Linked DNA regions of Mus musculus: region 1 is linked to region 2. Evidence: chromatin contacts called from public targeted proximity ligation data. All regions are on one chromosome and are shown on one strand. The core of a region is the stretch at or near the end of the contact, and the rest is flanking DNA. Distances in the headings are between cores, read along the strand shown.

What was found.
Region 1: a contact with region 2 is called in a targeted proximity ligation map of bone marrow-derived macrophages, with 2.5 times the contacts expected there. A contact is called at or near these places in 2 of 130 datasets of targeted methods (the NIH/3T3 cell line and bone marrow-derived macrophages).

The regions. Positions count from the first base shown.
Region 1 is chr19:10,016,899-10,019,822 of GRCm38.p6, reverse strand. It overlaps Rab3il1 (RAB3A interacting protein (rabin3)-like 1), which reads right to left and starts at 1,629. Exons shown (of 10, transcript NM_144538.3): 1 at 1,464-1,629. The coding sequence starts at 1,474.
Region 2 is chr19:10,523,889-10,526,867 of GRCm38.p6, reverse strand. It overlaps Sdhaf2 (succinate dehydrogenase complex assembly factor 2), which reads left to right and starts at 1,659. Exons shown (of 4, transcript NM_025333.4): 1 at 1,659-1,809. The coding sequence starts at 1,774. Cpsf7 (cleavage and polyadenylation specific factor 7) reads right to left here and starts at 1,624. Exons shown (of 10, transcript NM_172302.3): 1 at 1,541-1,624; 2 at 808-916. The coding sequence starts at 861.

The sequences.
Region 1 (2,924 bases), core at 380-2,879, 510 kb after region 2:
GTCCCCAGAACATTCTAGACACTCAGACTCGGATCCCTATGTCCAAGGGCTGGGAAGACGGCTCAGTGGGTAAGAAGGCTCTCTGTGTAAGCCTGAGGACCCAAGTTCAGATCCCAGTGTGGTCATCATATGCACCAGCAAGCTCAGCACTGCGAGGGGACACAGCACCGTGAGAATCACTGGCATATACTCGCCACCAGCTTGGCTCAACAAGTTCCAGGTTCAGTGAGAGACCTGGGAATACAGAGAGAGACAGGACACCTGACATCTCCTCTGACCCTCCTCCTCCCCCAAAGTGCTCAAGCTGGCTCCAACCCAGAGAAGGGGGTGTTGTTACCCTGAGGGCCATACAGCAATTGTCTCGGTCCACCCAGCAGAAAGGCTCACAGCTTCCTTCAGACCAGGCTGCTCCTCAAACACACAGCCCCAGGCACATGCATTCCTCCAAGCACAATTGCCTCCACCAGAGGCAGGCACCAGGAACCCACCCAAAACACTTCCCAAGCCTAGCTAGCCTCCTTCCCTGGAGCAACTCTCCAAGAAACACAGGCTGACTTCTGCTCCCTCTAAAAGATCAAGCCAGCCCACACCCCACAGGAGCTCAGTTCTAGTGCCCTGGCCGTGTCGAAGCTGCATGGTTCCCCTAGCATTTCGACTCCAATCAGCTGGGGTCCGTGAGAGTAAATAGATCTCACCTGTTCCCCTCCCCAGGGCTCTCCTCCTTCCGCCTATCCTCTGCCTATCCTGAAACAGTCCTTAGCAGGAACAACCGCAAGACCTAGTCTTTGCAGTCCTGGAAGGAGGAGGCGTTTGTCTATTTAGACAAGAAAGAACATCAACCTATGTGAACAGGGAGCAAGGTCTCCTCCTATTAGACTGGCCAAGAACAGGAGTCAGCTTCAAGAACCGATGGCCCTAACAGATGGAAGTGAGGATGAGGGGTGGGAAAGGGGTTCACCCAGGACTCAGGGTCTGTGCCTATCTCCCTCCAGACTGTGGGAAGGTACCACCCACCTCACATCTTGAATCAGAAGGTTCTAGTCAACTAGCTAGGGATGGACCTTGGAGAGACACAGCTAGCTTTCTCAACTGCACTGCTTCTCCAGAGTTCATGGGTGTGCTCTCCTTTAAATACGTGCCCCAGATTTACTTTTGAGGTATGCATACTACTATGCACCACCCCCACTACCACTTCTCTCATGCACTCCACTGGAGCTAGGAGTTGGAGGGGGTCACCCTTCTCACCCTGGGGCAACTCAGATCGGTCCTGCCAAGGTCCTTTCAGCTCTCGGGCTGCAGTGTGTCCTCATGCTACAATGCACCTCGCTGCTGCAGGCAGGGCTGAGAGTACAGATTATCTCCCAAGTGGGGTGCAAACAACAGCAGTGAGCCCCTGTTCACCCATCCCAGGAGGCCAGCACGGCCCAGACGGAGCGCAGAGCCACCGGCGTGCAGGGACCTACCCGCTCCACATCCCAGCGTCTCCGCCGTAGCCGCGTCCTCGCGCGCCGCCAACTCTGCCGGGGGCCCCAGAGCTGCCCTGCCGCCTGTCAATCGCTCCACCGCCAGTCTGTCCCGCTGGCCGCCCTGGGTTTGCGGCTCCGCCCCACCGGAGCCCTTCCCCTGCCCTGGGCGGGTCACGTGTCTGAGAGGCGGGCCCCAGGCCACGTGCCCGGTCCCGCCCCTTTGCCGGCCCAGCCCTGTCCCTCTTGCTGCCTGGGGACAATGACCCGCCAGAGTGAACGGGACTGGTTCCATCATCTTGCATCCAGAGCTGGCCTCCGCCTTTCCCTATCACTTTCTGCCTTGCACTTTTGGTCCACCCTTGTTTGAGAACCTACAATGGCTCTCGGGGGTGGTCTCAGCTCTGTTTCTCGCTCAGATTGTCACTCAAAGTGGACAAACAGCTCCTGTACCCTCATTCAGACTTCTAGCCCTGTTACCGGTCTCTGGAGCTCTTAGATGGCATCAATCCCTGATTGACACTGGGCTTCTGGGAAGGGGGCGGGGCAGACCCTGAACAAGTTATCATTCGTTGAGCAGTTTAAGCTAAGAGAGCGCTACCTTGGCCCAATCTTACCAGCTCTACTTCCAGGTCCCTCCTCTTGCATCTCTGAATACTCTGTTCGTCCCTGCCTTTCAAGCCATCCTAAGCACAGGAGACGTCTCTGCCAACTTCGCTAGCACCTGTCTGTCCCAGGTACTTAAAAAAAGATTTGTAAAAAGCTTAGTCACCTGTCCCTCAGTTCCTATGCCCTCCTTTTATCCTGGCTCTAACCACTGACCTGAATGAAGTTCAGCCTCAGATCAGGATCCAATAAGTAGAGCCCATAGTCAACCTCTCCTTGAGTACTGCTAGACCAGCTCCCACAGGCAGCGTCTACAGTGCTCCCTGGGCTTGTAAGAACACATTTCACTCATCCATCTACACAACAGCCGCCCCTTCTGAACTGCTAAGGACCACGTGAAACGAAGAAATTCTCCAGGCTGGAACCCCAGCCTCCCTCTCTCCTTTCCCTTAGCCCCCTCTTCTCTGAGGGTGTTGGTCATGTACCACCTAGATTGGTCTCCAGCTTCTGGGCTGAACTAATACTTTCTCCTCAGCTCCCTCAGTGACTACGACCACACGCTTGGCTTATGGAATTCCAGTATGGTAAATGGTAGGAGAATGGGAGACCTGCTTTAAAGGACCTCTACTGCCAGAACCTTGACTTGCCTAGGACCCATCTTCACCAACTAATAGTGGCTCTTTTCAAAACAGAAAAGCCAGGGTGTGGTGGCACACACCTTTAATCCCAGCATTCTGGAGGCAAAGACAGGCAAGATCTCTGAGTTCAAGGCCAGCCTGCTCTACAATGTGAGTTCCAGGACAGCTAGGACTGTTACACAGAAAAACTCTGTCTCAAAAAGCCAAAAAAACAAAC
Region 2 (2,979 bases), core at 410-2,909:
TCTGTGTACCCACTGGAACACACCAATGACAAGAACCAGCTAGCTCAACAATAACAGTACTAAAAAGAACCCAGGTAAGATAAAAATTTTAAATAGAAACTTTCTGTTGAGTTTTGACCTCAAGATTGAAGAACTCAACCTCACAGATTACTATCTTACGGGATACTTAAATGTTAAAACACACATTCAAACTAGGATGACTGAGTCCTTGACTTGCCTTTAAACTAGTTTATTCAATGGTTTTTACCTTTCTTCCTTCCATCCATACGAATGGATGCCCAGAGACTTCTCAAAAAGGACAGTCAAGCTATTTAAAAAGACTGAAACACTTGGAGTGGCACTGGAATTCCACCTTTAAAGCAGTTGGTATACTGTGGCTTTTAAAGTAATTTCATGGTACACCATTGGGAGGGGACCAAGCAGGGGGAGGGACCAACATGCTCGAGCCACAAGTTGAGAGAACAGCAAAGTAACAAGCATCGAAATTATCTCCGCAGTACTACAACAAATGTAATTTTCATTTTTAATTATGGTTAGTCATTCAACTTTGAAATGACTTGGGGAAAGAATTCCACAGGCTGATTCACCATACTATTACACTTGGGTTTTTATTTGCTCTTAAAGCAAGCCCTTTAAAATTGAAGCCTGGAGGTTCAAATTAACCTAAAGAGGAATGGTCAGTCGTCTTCAAAGCCACCGCTAGGGGGAAACGCTTCGATATTACAGGGAATTATTTTGAGCTGAGAGAGAAACCACTGCCAGTAGATTGATGGAAGAAACCCCAAAACTGCTGCTAATTCCTCTCACCTGATTGAACTCTTCATCAGCGTATATATCAATCAAATCCACTCCTTCTGACATGGCTCCGGAAATACGCTCTCGAGCCCGGAGAACCGACAAAGTAAGAAAGATGCCACTACGGTATTCAGAAAAGGGTAAAAAATTTTAAGGCACAAGGGTCCCAGGCTGGGAGGAGGGCAAGGGTCAACAAGCTCTAGTCTCCCAAGACGCAGCATCCCGGCGGCCGGGAGCCTGGCCCCACCCGCTCTGCCCCGCCCCCAGCCTCGCGCCGCCCCCAGCTCTCCCAGGCCGCTCGGGCTCGCGGAGCTCGCTGCCCATCACCCGCGGGCCCGACCCGAGGTGCTCCGAGTCGGCGCCCGTAGTTGCCTATGGCGCCACCGCCAAGTCCGGGCCTCGACTCCTGAGAGGGCCCTCAGGCCGCGCTGTGAACCACCGCGGCGAACGCCGCAAGCTCAGCCCGTCGCACCTGCTAGGCCCAGGGGGCGTCCCAAGCCGGAGCCCCCGCGGGCCCGGAAGCTCCCGCCGCCTCCACACCAACGGGGCCCTGTCCTCGCCCTAGGCTAGGCCTGCCCTGCTCCCTCCCACAGCTCCAGGACCTCAGCCCCTCCCTCAGAGGCCCGCGCTTCCCTCCACCCGCTGTCTTCCGCCGCCGCCACCCCAACCGACCCCCTCCCTTCCGCGGCGCCGGCCCCCGCCCTCCTTCCGGCCCCGCCGGCCCCGGGCCGCGCGCCCCCGTTACCGGGAATATGGCGGCGGCCGCGGAGAGTCCCGACTAGGCCCGAAGCGCGCGAACCGCTCTCCGCCCCAGGTCCCGCCCCCCCCCCACCGGCGGCGTCACACGCACCGCTACTTCCGCCATACGCTCGGTTGCGCCTTCCGGCTTGGGGTCCACCTCCGCTGAAGTCCTCAGATCGACCGCCCGGAATTCCCGGAAGTGGCCCGGTTGCCAGCTTACTGTGCTATAAGAGAGAGATGGCGGTGGTCACCTTGATCCCGACGCTGGCGCGGGTGAGAGAGCCGGGTTCGGGGCGGGCTGCAGCTAAGACTGTTTCGTCCTCCTCTGTGCCGTGGAGACTGTAGGGAGAGTTCACCTACCCCACAGACCAGGGAATGGTCCCCTCAAGGCGAGGCGCAGGCTGGAGCCGATCATGCAGGGAATTTTCCATTCTTTCCTGAGCCCACGGTGTGCTCGAGTGAGAATACTGGGTAATATGTGGTTAGGTGGCCAGTCACCGTGTGAGACTCAACGCATACCAGGAACAGTTACCGAACCTCCCCCGAAAGCCTCCTAGCTTTTCTTGAGCTTCTTCCCCCGTCTCCCTTTTAAAAGCCGGTTTTAATTTGTTACTCAGGCTGGCCTCAAATTCGTAATTCTCCTGTCTCATCTTGGTTTTAAATGTTTGAGAATTTTCCGTTTTTATTCCAGTAGTGTTGAAAGCTAGTTGGTATGGTTTATCTTAAACTTATCAAGACATGTTTTTTGACAACTTGTGATCTCCTGGGCATAATTATCTGTACATTTGAGAGGAATGTATGATCTCTTGTGTGGAATGCCTGTATATCTCAGTTAAATATTCTTAAATTAGTATTGTTCTGGTTGTCTAGTATTGATTCCGACATCTATATATTCTATTCCTTATTAAAATGTGGCATTAAAATCTGTTGTGTTCCCCCACCAGTTCTGTCAAGTGTCTCTTCCATATATTTGAGTGCTCTATTAGATCCACATATATTTATGATTATTATACTTTACTGCTAACTCCTTAATACTATGTAATATTCTTTATATCACATATGACAATTTTGTTGTTTGTGCTAAGCACCAAACCCAGAGCCTTGCCTGCTAGGCAATCGCATTTTCTTTTCTTATTCTTTTTTTTAGACTAAAAAAGTATGTACATGTGTTTATCTGCCTTTGTGAGTTTATGCATACTATGTGTGTAGGTGCCCATGAAGGCCAGAGGAGGGTGTTTTAAGTGTGTCGGTGTTTCTGCAATGCTGTAGTTTTGTTAACACTCTTTTAAGTTGTTCAGTGTTCCCTCCTCCTTCCTTGCTACCCTGTTTTTTAGGTACTAAAACTCCTCAGCTTCATAGTAGTTCTGATCTAGCCTCTCAAGTGCGTGGATTACAGTCATGAGGCACCATGACCAGCTGGTTGCTCTGCTCTCTTATTCTCAG